Linked DNA regions of Rattus norvegicus: region 1 is linked to region 2. A link is a contact called in public Hi-C data. All regions are on one chromosome and are shown on one strand. The core of a region is the stretch at or near the end of the contact, and the rest is flanking DNA. Distances in the headings are between cores, read along the strand shown. Region 1 holds the start of Ncbp2 (nuclear cap binding protein subunit 2). Region 2 holds the start of Fbxo45 (F-box protein 45).

Region 1 (7,081 bases), core at 3,651-6,150, 280 kb after region 2:
AGAACCAGTTTCTGAAGTTTCCCATGCCCTCCACAAGCATTACATGAGCAATGAGCAAATCTGCTTAGAGTCGCATTCCTAAGTCTAATCAAGACAGTCATTCTGACTTGGAAATTAAAGTCTCTCATCAGCCTGATTCCTAACAGAATTCTTCTGTGCCACAGAGGTTGTTCTGGGGGTGCGGGGTGGTGGAGGAAGTGGGGGTGCGTGGAGAGATGGCTCATAGGCTAAGAGGCTACTATTCCAGAGAACACTGGTTCAATTCCCATTACCTACATGGCAGCTTTTAACTCTCAATAACTCCAGACCTGGGAGATTCAATGCCCTCCTCTTGCGTCTGTGGTTGGTCACCAGGCATGTACACGGTGTAAAGCCATGCATGCAAGCAAATGTTTATGTGCATATTTTTTTTAATTTTTTTAAAGATTTATTCATTTATTATATATAAGTACACTGTAGCTGTCTTCAGATACACCAGAAGAGGGCATCGGATCATCTTTACAGATGGTTGTGAACCACCATGTGGTTGCTGGGAATTGAACTCAGGACCTCTGGAAGAGCAGTTGGGTGCTCTTAACCACTGAGCCATCTCTCCAGCCCTTATGTGCATATTTTTTAAAGTGTGGGTTTTTTTGTTTGTTTTGGGTGGTGTTGGAGATTGAACCAGATGCAACTGTTAGGCTAGAACTCTACCAGCCTGGAAGTATTCTTATTCTAAAATACATAAGGTTCAGACTGGTTTTAGTTGACAGGCAAATCGTGTAACCCTCCTATAGCTCTCTGCAGGAGGGCACAGCTGTTCCTTGCACAGCCCATGTCCTCAGCAGTGGGCCCTTCTCTAATGGCCAAGTTTAGACTATACCTTCACCTTTGACAGACACATCAGAAGGGCCCTGTGCGCTCTATAACACAAAGGAACCCTTGTAATACTCCCTACAGCCTATTCATAACACAAACTGCTAGGTGATTTGCATGCTTATGTTTTTGTTCTGAGTAAGAGAGGTTAGTGACTACTAAGAGGACTGTGTAGCTTTGGCTGGTCTAGAACTCAGACTCTGAAGGGTTTTGAGTGCTGGGATTAGAGGTGTGCACCACCAAGTCCAGGGAGAGTCACTTTCCTTAAAAGGCAGGATGAAGCCAGAGAGCTGGAGAGTGGGCTTCAGCCAACACCTGACAACCCTCAGGGATCAAATGGCTCATTAGGGCCTAGACATGGTCTGATTACAGTGATGGGAACAAACTCAAGGTATCAAGCCAAATAACATCCCCAGCCCTAGGCCCCCTTTTTTCTTTAGGACCTTAGATTTAGCCTAGACTGGTCTTGATCTTTCAACATCCTGCTTCAGTGCCCTGATGCTGTAATTACATACACGAACCACCATCACACTCAGTTAACATGGTATCTTAGGTGTCTTTACAGAAAGAAGGACGGTAGTTTTTAGTATTTCCCCCCGGGAAGGACACAGATGTACAGATGTGATTAAACAGACTCGCCAAGTGACTATAAATTTTACCTTAGTGTGAGCGCACAGACATTAACCAGATGACGGAATCCAGCCTAGAGAGTAGCTGAGAGGACATGTTCAGGGCATTCATTCAATCTCCCATTTTTCATTAAGTACTCCTTAAGTAATGCTGATCAAGTTCCCCTGATTCTGAGAATATGGGCGCACTGATCACCTCAGAATGCTCTGTAGCAGACTCAGGACAGCAGGCTTTATGTGAGCACATTTACTAGTAAGATTAGAAAAACATGGAAACACCGAAGGTAAACGTGAGAGCCTGGTGTATTTTTACCACAGCTCATCCCAGTTGGAGTCTTCCAGGCCTAGAAACTTCTCCCAGGCTACTTTGGAACCAGAGTTCTCTTTTAAGATCTTATTTAATGTGTGTTTTGCTTCTATGTATGTAGGAGTACCACATTCACGTAGTACCAATGGATGCAAGAAGAGGGAGTTGGAACTGGAGTTATAGATGGTTGTGAGTCACCAGGTGGGTGCTGGGAACCAACCCCTTGGTCCTCTGCAAGAGCGGCAAGTGCTCTTAACCTCTGAGCCATTCCAAGATGGAGTGCAAAGTGAAAGAAGCAAGAAACAAAGAGTATGAAGGGTCAGATCAAATGTCTATGTCTTTATGTTTGTGTGTGGGTATGTGCATGTGAATCCAGGTGCCTTCAGTAACTACAACAGGGTGTTATATCCCCTGGAACTGGAATTAAAAAGAGTTCTAAACCACGGAGTGTGGGTGCTGGGAACCACGCTCGGGTCCTTTCAAGAGCAGTATGTGCTCTTAACCACTGAGCCATATCTCCAGCTCTGTAGTTTTATTTTTTAAGTTAGTTCATTTCTCTGTGTTTGGGGGGTGAAGGGGGTGTTGCACACCTGAATGTGGTAAGCCACTGGTGGCCAGAGGCATCAGAGTTCCTGAAAGAGGTTGTAAGATACCTAGTGCTAGAAACTGAACAAGGGTCCTCTGGGAGAGTACTATTTGAGCCGTCTCTCCAGCCTCTTGTTTTTGAGACAGGGTTTCATGTAGTTTAGGTTGCACTGAACCTACTGTGTAATCAAGGAAGACATTGAACTTCTAATCCTCCTACCTCTACCTTCCAAGTATTGGGGTTACAGGTATTCGCCACCACTCTGGGTTTATGCACTGCTCAAGATCCACCCAAGGGTCTCACACATGCTAGGCAAGCATTCTCCCTATTGAGCTGTGTCTACTCAGCCCAATTATTCTGGTTTTTGTTGTTTTTTGTTTTTTGTCTGAGAAAGGACCACATAGCTCAAGCTGGTTTCAAATTCCTAGTAGTCTTACTACCATTTTCCCCAAATGCTGTGATAACAGGCATGGACCACCACACCCGTCTCCCACATTATAGTTTTTTGGTTTGAGTTTATTTTTTATGTATATGAGTGTTTTGCCTGCACCCTGCATGTCTGTGCACCATTAAGCTTAGTGCTTTCAGGGGCATCAGATCCCCTGAAATTGGAGTTACAGGATGCCATCATTCAGGTGCTGGGAATTGAGTCCGAGTCCTCCAGAAGAACAGCGTGTGCTAACCTCTGAGCCAGCTCTCCAAATCACAGTGTTAAAACCCAAGAACATACAGCTATACACAAGAAAATAGTAATTTTATCTGCCCCTGGGGAAGCTCAAAGAGGACTGCAAGTCTGAGAGGTTTATCTCATTCAAAGAACTATATGAGGTAGGTCCTGACGTGTCATTCCCATTTCACACATGAGGAAAACCAGTGGAGTCATTTTGGGAAAGACACTATACAGTAGCTTCAGCCAGAATTCAAACTCAGTCTTGAGCTAAGAATGGTACACGCCTTTAATCCTAATACTTGGGAGGCAGAAGCAGGTCGACCTCTGAGTGAGTTCAAAGCCAGCCTGGTTTACATGCTGAGTTCCAGGTCAGCCAAGGCAATATAATATAGTAAGACCTTGTCTCAAACAACAACAACAACAACAACAACAACCAGAATAAAATAAACCTCTGGCCTTATATCCACTGCCACATTTTAAGATCGCCACAGTACTGAACAGGTGAAATCTATAGACAATAGATATTGTGTTTTAAAACAAACAAACAAACAAACAAACCAAGGTTTTAGAACTTTAGAGGAAACATTTGCTTTTTACCTGTGCAGGCTGATCTCAAACTTGTAATCTTTCTGCTAGGACTACAGATGTCTGGCACCATATCTGGCTATCGGATGCACTTTGTGCTGCTTCTCTCTCTCTTTTTTTTTTTTTTTTTTTTCTTTTTCTTTTTTTCGGAGCTGGGGACAGAACCCAGGGCTAAATCTCCAACTGAGCTAAATCTCCAACCCCTGTGCTGCCTCTCTTTTTCTGCTCTTTCCTCATATACAAGTAAAGCACAAAGTCTATAACTTCACTGTAACTTCATTTCACATTTAACACACCACTGACACACTGCATTCAGAATACACTAGAAAATACACATGACAGAAACGATTACTGTCTGAAGAGAGTTACAGGCTTTTAACAACAAATGAATGATTCCTCCCCTGGTTTTAATCTTGCAGTGTGCTTTAAATCCAGTTAGTTACTGATGTAGAATTGTTCAAAGTAATGAGAACAGTAAAAAGTGAAAGACGTAAAACTCAGACCAGACACACAGCAAACATTTTAAAATTAAGCTGACTGAATTTCTTTTTGTTTCGTTTCTTTTTGTTTAGTTTTTTTTTTTGCTTGTTTGTTTTTGTTTTTGTTTTGTTTTGTTTTTTGAGACAGGGCTTCTCTTCAGCCACTAGCTGTACTGGATTATGCCATCAAGACAACCTTAATGCGACACGTGTGTCTGTCCCAATGTCCGTCAGACAGCCACAAACAGGGACTCGATTCTAAGTCTCCCACTTACTGCCAACTTTTTGTAGATCTGTCTTACAGAAGAACGGACCGAAGTACCAAAGGGCGGTGTTTCACTATGAGAACAAAACCTGCTCTAGCGTCTGATCGGCCGCCACAGGGATACAGTCCCTTTCCCAAGCAAGACAAGCACTTCAAACCGGCCGCCGCCACACCTCCCTGGGTGCTGGTACTTGCAGCGGCGGCAAGAAACTGTGAAAGTAAATCTCAGATTCTCTGGGAGATAAAGTGGCTTCAGTGATAACCAAACACCTCTGGGACCCCATTCGCATCTTAGGCCCCAGCAAATCACCATGGGCTGACTAACCCAGTATAAGACAAGTGTAAACCGTTTCTCAGCATTCCGGCCCAAGGGCTGCCCCTCTCGTGCCCGGCCCGCCTCACCCGGAAGTGTTGGTCCCGGTATTCGCTGAGCTCCACGTAGGAGTCACTGCGCAGCGCCTTCAGGAGGCCACCCGACATGATGCAGAAACAGGAATCACGACGCGGCCAAGGCTGGCAGGACCAGGCGGCGGCGGCGGCGGCGGCGGAAACGGAAGTGTGGGCGATCTGCTGCAGAACCTGGTTCGGCTGTGTCGTCATCATGCAGCGCCGACTCGTCCGTCGTCAGGCGTAGCCGGCCGGAAGGCGTATACAGTGTGCCTCGGGTTCCGGGCCGCTCGGGGAACGATGGTTTTCCGGCGGCTGCTGGCGGCCCTGCTGAACAACCCGCATCTAGTGGAGCGGCTGTCTGAGTCGCGGCCCATCCGGCGGGCGGCGCAACTCACAGCCTTCGCGTTGCTAAAGCTGCAACTGCGCGGCCACGATGCAGCTCGCCGCCTGCGCGCCCTCGCGGATCAGCCACCGGGTTCCCTGCGTCGCCGAGCCTCGCGGTTCAAGGACACTTTCACCGAGGAACTCCGCCGCGGCGTCCGGGACCGTCTGGGGCAGCAGAAGGGTCCCGGCGCCAACGCGTAAGCACGGACTGTACTCTTCACGGGTCGAGGTCAGGTATCCTCCCTTCAGTGATCTACACCGACCTCAGCATTCTCGGGTCATCAGAACGCTACGCTGCTTCGAGTCCTAAGTCGGATTGTCACCTTACAGATGCCTAAAGTCACATGGACATCTGCCCGGTAGGCCTGCAGATGTAAAGACCTCGAAGCCCACCAATGATTAAGAGTCTAGACCATAAAATAGCACGACTGAGAGCCATGGACAAACAACCAGAAAGAAAGCCCGCCTTCTGCGAGCAGGACTGAAGCTGAATAAATGCTGCTGCATCTGCACGGGTGCAGGAGAATACCAGCGAAGCTTGTAAATGGAATGACAATCCCAGGTTGCCAAAATCTTTCATTAAATGTGTAAGCTGATTAATAAGTCTGAATGTGGTATTTCTCAGACAAGGTGGATAATAGTTAACACGTTAAGCGTCTGTGTTGATATTTGCTGTCGTGATCTGTGCGTGTGGCTTGTGACTTAAAATCCCATTCTGTGAAGAAATGGAGTCCACTTTCCAAGTAACCCAAAGCAGAATGTGGTGAGCCCAGGGACTGTGTTATTGATCACTCCCTACATTTTGCAGCATTTATCCTGCTCAGGAGCAGCCTTTTACCTCACCACTAAGCATTAAGGCTGCTGATCCTATGGCGAGTGCTGCTGCTTTTCTTCTTCCCCGTTTTGAAGGTCGTTATGGTCAGCTAACTGAAGTGTGATTAGTCATCCATGTGTGTATCCTGCCTTGTCATTTCGAGACTCCCAGCCCAATCTCTGAACCTATGTATCTGGGCCACTCAGTTAATCTTAGCATCTAAAAGGCTTGAAGCTATGGAAAAGGTTTTAGACTGGGTTCCAGATTCTGAGCAGTCTGTGTTCAGTTCCCACTGGAGCAGGCTCAGAGGGCCTCCCAGCAGTGCTGAGAAGGCTCCTTACTCTGAGAGAATGATTGGTTTTTACTTGGTGTTGGGGGTTCATGCCCACAGCCTTGAGCATGCTAAATGGGCAGTCTACCACTGAGCTATATTGCCCAGTCTTTGAGAGAATGGCTGGAGAATTCCACCACCATTCAAAGCAAGGAGTAGAAGGGGACAGGGAGGCATTTTCTAGAAGGGCTTGTTTTGGTTAATCCCCAGACACTGAGTCCACAGGCACCAGAGTGCCATGAGATACACAACTACTGCTTCCCAGTTGAAGAGCCTCATAGAGACATGTTTATCAGACGAGGGGACGTGTGCTGTGGGTTCCGGCAGTGACACTGATCTTTGGACCCTCTGATCTGTTGTAAAGTTGGGTGTTAGGTTGACTTGAGTGGAAGGTGCTTTCTTACAATTACAGTTTGTGAGTCAAAGACTGGCTAGAGCTGAATGTGAACCACCCTATGTCTACTTCCCCACACTGCCTTGTCTATGTAGAAAGCCAGACTGGAAGTCAATCGATCGTCATGGAAGCAAGAAGTCAGGCATTGTGGGAAATTTAGGGGAGGCCACTCAGGAATGTCATCAGCAGTTGATTGTCTGTCAAACCAGGTGCTATTATATATTTTAAACATTACAGTGATCGGGAATAACAGCATAGAAACAAGACAGGTGCCAGGGGTTATGCTAGGTTATTTTGGTGACCTTGGCATTGGGACCACGACTGGTCAGATCTTTGGTTGTCTAAGGGAAAGGAATGTGGGCTCACTTAAAACAACCTTTGGCTATACCTCC
Region 2 (6,109 bases), core at 1,180-3,679:
AACTCCTAATTTGATGAGGGAATGCGTAAGAGCAAAGTAGGGCATGTTAAAGGAATCTTTTAAAAGGGTAAAATGCCACAGGGGGCAGTTCCGAGCAGGTAGAATGGATAAAGTCCTGGGGGAGGTGGGGAGGGGAGGTTCATGAAGAGCAGGTGAAGGACCTGTAACAAGAAGGGAGTGATGAAGGCCATCTTCTTACACTTTGAAACCATCCTGGCTCTAGTTGTGTGACGACATGCCACTAGAGTCATATGAACAACTGGGGTAAAGACACAACAGAATGAAGCTGGGCAGTGGGGCATGCCTTTTAATACTAGCACAAAGGCGGCTGTGAATCCAAGGCTAGTCTGGTCTACATATCAAGGTCCAGATTATTTAGGGCTATACAGAAAAATCCAGTCTTAAAAAACAAGCACCACCCCCCCCCCAAAAAAAAAAACAAAAGAGAGCAGAATGATACCATTGGATACTTCAAAGATTCGTCTTAAGACAAGATAAAGTATTTGATAAGTGGATGATCTCTGCCATCAGTGTTTTTTCAGTCATACCTTTATTTATGAATTTCCACTATCCATTTGTACAAGCCTGAAATAGATAGATAGATGACAGAGAGAAATAAAGAAAGAGAGAGAGAGGGAGGGAGGGAGAGAGAGAGAGAGAGAGAGAGAGAGAGAGAGAGAAAGAGAGAGAGAAAGAAAGACCGTCTGAATCTGTCTCACCTAGGGTCCCCAAGTAACTAGAGTCTATACTCTCAGTACTATGGTGCTTTGCCCATGCCTTTCAATCTAACCATTCTATGTATGTAGTTCTTTACTTTCTTTTCAGATCCACAAAATTTAAAGGAAAAGCAATTGTCATTCAGACAAAATTTGGTTCAACATTCAGGAGCCATGAAGAGAGAGGCCATTACTATAATGTGTGGGTCAACATTTCTTCATAGATTTGGACTAAAGTTAGTCCTGATGTGGAGAAACTAAGTGACAACCAAAACAACTCAAAGACTGTGACATTAGCCTAGACACAATAGACAAAAATTTGGGTTACTTGGTGGAAGACACCTTGAGGAAGGGATTAGCAAGGCATAAGCATGTAATTATACCCCAGTAGGGAAGCAGTTGTTGTTCATTTGTTTTTACTAAAAATCAGGAAGTGGATTGCACATAGGTGGATCTCAGGCAAGGTTTCTTGCTACAAAAAATTGCACAATACTGGACTTGACTACTGAGCCTGTGGGCCCTATTACAATAATCACTTCATAGTCTTGAGAATTATAAAAGTCAGATTAAAAGATCTCATCAATGCCTGGCTCACACTGTAGTTCTTTTGTTTTATGTGTATGGCGTGTGTATGCGTACACCTCGGTCATTCGTGAAGCTGGAAGGCTTGGCTCCCCTTGAACTGAAGTTCAAATAATGCTAGGTTCTTTTCCTCCCACTGTTGGGATTACAAATTACAAAACAAAAAACAAAAAACTACACATATTTCCTTAATCTTTTTACTATGAGATGAACCGAATTCACTATATTTTGTCCAAAAGACTGTGACACTTGGTATTCAAATGACCCTTTGAAATTACCCAAACTTGTTTAATATCAAATATAATAAAAACCTGCGTATTTACGACGGTTGCTCAGATTTAGCCACCTTACTTTTAGAATGGATACTGTATAGATGTTCTGTTGAGTCCCCTACTGTCCTAGCCAGGAAAAGACGATGTCAATTTCTCAAGGTAAAAAATAAAGTAAAATGGATCTAACCTGACCACGACAAGAGGTCTCCAACTGCCCAAAGGTAAAGTTAATGGATCCAAGCGAACTGAAGATGAAGGATCTAAGAACTGGCTAGCAAACTTTGTCGTAAACAAAGTTGGAGAATGAGCAGAAAGCAAATGAAACGGGAAACTCCGTAGGAAGAGAGGCCAAGGAAAGCCGACTCAAGGCCATTAGAGGAAAAACAGAAAAACGCACTTGAGAACAGATCAGAATCCCACTAGCCAACAGCCTCATACCTGGGCTTCCAGTTCCCGGTGGCGCGTAGTGATGACCTCAGGCGCAGCATCCAATCCCATCAAGCTTAGGGAGCGAGGCGCCTCCACCGAACAGTCACTTCCGGGCTGAGAGGCGCGGCGGCCGAGCTGGGCGTGCGCCCTTGCTTCTTGCCCTCAACCCGCATGGCGGATCCCGGGGCGCGTCGCGGGCAGGCAGGGCGAGGCGGGTGGTTCCGGCGCCCGCGCTGAGCGGCTACGAGGGGCGGGGACCCGAGTGGCCCGCGCCATCTGCCCTCAGTGAGGCGGGGCGCGCAGCGGACGCCCCCGGGCAGGGGCGGGAGCGGTGGAGGCGCGAGCGGCTGTCGCTGAAAGGGGCGGTGAGCGAGCTGCTCCGGTCTCTAGGCGAGGCTTGGCCTCCCGCGCCGAGACGGGGCGCAGCGACGGCAGCGGCGGCCCTCGGGCCGGCTGGTGAGGCGATGGCGGCGCCGGGCCCGGGGGCTGGGGCAGCCTCGGGCGGCGCTAGCGGCGGCGCCGGCGCCAGCGGCGGCGCCGGCGCCAGCGCCGGCGCGGGATCCGCGTCCTCCGGGATCGGCGGCCGGTTGCCCAGCCGGGTGCTGGAGTTGGTGTTCTCCTACCTGGAGCTGTCCGAGCTGCGGAGCTGCGCCCTGGTGTGCAAGCACTGGTACCGCTGCCTCCACGGCGATGAGAACAGCGAGGTGTGGCGGAGCCTGTGCGCCCGCAGCCTAGCAGAAGAGGCTCTGCGCACGGACATCCTCTGCAACCTGCCCAGCTACAAGGCCAAGGTGAGGGAATCCCGGGCCATGTCGAAGCCCAGTTCCTCTCCTGCCCGGTGTTCTTGGGGTTTACCTTGAAAGCTTGAGTTAGAGGTTTCATCTCACCATCCCGTCTTTCTACGGCTTAAGCCAGTCAGTACCACCCCTCCTTTCCATAACGATCTTTTCTTTGGATTGAAGTTGTGCTTCGTAATCCACCTCACTTTTAAAAATACTAGGTGGTTTCCCATCATTCATTTTCCTCAGCTCTACTTTCAACAGTTTTTGCTCTTAAAGACCAGCCGATACCCTTGATCATATATTTTCCCTGGCCTCCAAGTAGAATGGCACTAATGCATTCGAGGTCGCTTTAAAATGGGTTTAGTTGCTGGGGCTTTTGCGTTCACCATCCCCTTTCTTGGCTCTGATTAATAAGCACGTTTTCATTATTTTCACCCATGTTCTCTTAGGGCCACAATATTTAACGCTTCCAAGTGATGATCAGGGTAGGCATCCTGCTAACTAACTTGTAAGAAAGAGACTTTAATATTACTTCCTCTCATTGGTGCGGTATAACTCATCAAACTGCCTTGTCCTGCTGTTATTGATAACTTTTCTTAGTTCTACTGGGGTGATGTCTCTTTTGTCATGTAATATGTTTATTCCTGTTTTGCTGGGCTTTTGTTGTTGTCGTTCTTGATTCTTGTGCTTTCATAACAAAATTAAAATGCTAACAAACAGGTCGTGGCAGGACCAAGTATTCTCCAGCATACAAACAAAAGGCCTTGGACTAAGGTTCATGTAGGTAGATAGTAGCTCTTCAGGATAGCAGTCATCAAAAGCATATGAAGCTGGATGTGGTGGCGCACACCTTTAATCCCAGCACTCCAGAGGCAGAGGCAGAGGCAGGTGCACCTCTGTGAGTTAGGGCCAGCTTGGTCTGCCAAGTGAGTTCCAGGACAGCCAGGGCTACATAAAATGAGAGACTGTCCAAAACAAGGAGCATATACGAGAGATGATAGACGTCTGACCAGGAATGTAGTAAATATATCTTTTCTTTTTTAATTCTATATTGCCAGTGAGTGTCTAAGTAATTTTTAATGTGAAATAGGTGCACTCTTTCTTTTAATATACATGTATTATTATAAATATGTGTATACACATATTTTATGTCTGTTTTTGGAGACAGGGTCTCACTGTGTGTCCGGGTGGTCTCCAACTTGCCATCTTTCTGTCTGTTCCTTGAGAGTGCTGGGATTATAGGATGGGCCACAGTACTGATATATTCTTATATATTAAGACGAGTTTTCGTCTGATGAGAGAAGGAACACTGCTGTCAATTATGTCAACTACCAAATAAATTGTCTGTCTGTCTGTCTGTCTTTCTTTTTTTCTTTCTTCCTTTCTTTCTTTTTTTCTTTCTTTATTTATCTGAGACAGGATTTCAGTATTCAGCCTCGGCTGGCTTGGAAGTTAACAGAAATCCACCTGCCTCTTGTCTTCAAAGTTCTGAGTCTAAAAGTGCCACCACTCCTGCCACCGTCCCCATCATATTTTTGTACTTATTTTTTCTTTGACACAAGTACACATACTCATGCATATGTGAAGAATACCAGTGCCCACAGAATCTAGAATGTCTACTGCTGTAGCTGGAGTTACAGACATGTGACCTCCCTCTGCAACACACACACACACACAGGAAAATCAGGGGGCACTCTTTTTTTTAATTTTAAAAGATTTTATTTATTTTATGTATGTGCTCTCTAAATAAATAAAAAGGTTTTATTAATTTAGTATGTGCACACTAGAAGTGTGCATCAGATCTCATTACAGATGGTTGTGAACCACCATGTGGTTGCTGGGAATTGAACTCAGAACCTTTGGAAGAGCAGTCAGTGCTCTTAACCACTGAGCCATCTCTTCAGTCCCCGGGGCACTCTTAACTGCAGACTAAATTGATACTGATTTTGGTTTTTCCGGAGAGATTATAGTTTTAAGTTTCTAATCTTCATTATCTTTCTGCTGCGTGCACTGCGGCTCCAAGGTGGGCTTGTCTTACCCAGGTTCTTGTAGGTGACAATTGTGAAAATGCAGTGTTAATTCAGGAGGACTCAGTGTAGAAGTCCTTAGACAGGGAAATAACTAACATGTGGCACACATTGCTACCTAGTGTAGTATAGGAATACTAGCAGTCCGTGGGGAGGAAGAACTTAGGAGCTGAGTGGAGAAAAAGTTTGAGATTAAGATGCCACAAAGCTGAACTTTAAGATGAGGTTTATGATGTTAAATTTTATGAAAAACTCTGAGCAGAAAAACAAGGAAAGCAAAAATGCAAACTCTTACCCACACTTTGCCTTGTGGGGATTACAGTGTAGTAGAGTGCGTGTGCGTGTTCATGTGCCTGCGCCTGCCTACAAGCCTTCCTGCCTTCCTGCCTGCCTCCCTGCCTGCGTTTCTTTTTTCAGTACTGGGGATTGAATATGTGCTAGCTGCATCCCCCAGCCTGGGGGAATAGCTATTAATCTGATCACTGCCGTTGTGAAACTGCATCTGGTAAGTATTATGAGTGAGAGTCACATCTGTTCTGAGTGTCAGTAATGGAGGATTTAACTAGGTACGGAGGTCAGGAAGAGACTTTCTTATAAGACATGATGCACAAGCTTAGTGACACCTAAAAGATAAGTATAGAGGCCAAGAGGAGCAAGAAGAGCCTCTGAGGAGGGACTCTGCTTGTATGAGAAACAAGGTGACTGCCAGTGGTTGCTCTGAGAGTGCAGGTGACGCTGGTTTGAGTAAGATAAAAGGAGTGGGACACACTACACTGAAGCCTTTCTAGTTGTAAGCAAGAACAATGGCCGTGGGGAGTGGTGCCATGATCAGTTTGTGGGTTAGTTTTGACTCCACTATGGAGAACAGGTTGGAATACGATTTTAGAAATGTGGTAGATCCACTAGAAAGAGGGTAGTGAAGGAGATGGGGGAAAATGGACAAACTTAGGAAATAGAGTAACAGAATTTGATGACTGTTCCTCCTATTGCCTTTAGATGTGGCACTAGGATTTTAGGTCATCATAAATTAAAATTGATTTTTTTCACTCAGAGAATATTAAGATACTGGGATTATCTATGTACTCTCTGAAATTTGCGGGATCAAACAGTTTTGTTTTTTTTGTTGTTGTTTTTTTAAAGAATCTGTAGAATGTGGCAGTAGTTTTGAAATAAAGACGAGGAAGAAGGAAGAGCTAAGGATGACTCCTAGATATTTGGCTTATATAATCTAAGTATCACTTGAGCAAGAGTTTGGAGGAAAATGACAGCAAGTTCAGTTGTGGAAGGTCAGAATTCATAGT

What was found. Hi-C and Micro-C count contacts between places; a contact is called where the count stands out from the background.
Region 1: a Hi-C map of liver shows a contact between it and region 2, with 4 times the contacts expected there. The contact joins the promoter of Ncbp2 here to the promoter of Fbxo45 in region 2. A contact is called at or near these places in 9 of 12 Hi-C or Micro-C datasets (Schwann cells, frontal cortex, hepatocytes and 5 more) and 1 of 1 datasets of contacts at active chromatin or transcription factors (oligodendrocytes).

Annotation. Positions count from the first base shown.
Region 1 is chr11:82,329,939-82,337,019 of GRCr8, forward strand. Ncbp2 (nuclear cap binding protein subunit 2) reads right to left here and starts at 4,901. Exons shown (of 4, transcript NM_001109525.1): 1 at 4,779-4,901. The coding sequence starts at 4,856. Ncbp2as2 (NCBP2 antisense 2 (head to head)) reads left to right here and starts at 4,988. Exons shown (of 1, transcript NM_001399683.1): 1 at 4,988-5,753. The coding sequence starts at 5,064. The coding sequence ends at 5,351. Pigz (phosphatidylinositol glycan anchor biosynthesis, class Z) reads right to left here. Exons shown (of 3, transcript NM_001398770.1): 3 at 6,885-7,081.
Region 2 is chr11:82,054,028-82,060,136 of GRCr8, forward strand. It overlaps Fbxo45 (F-box protein 45), which reads left to right and starts at 2,430. Exons shown (of 3, transcript NM_001398607.1): 1 at 2,430-2,790. The coding sequence starts at 2,464. It overlaps Wdr53 (WD repeat domain 53), which reads right to left and starts at 2,017. Exons shown (of 3, transcript NM_001399296.1): 1 at 1,758-2,017. It overlaps LOC120095776 (small nucleolar RNA SNORA79), which reads left to right and starts at 5,777; the gene lies at 5,777-5,919.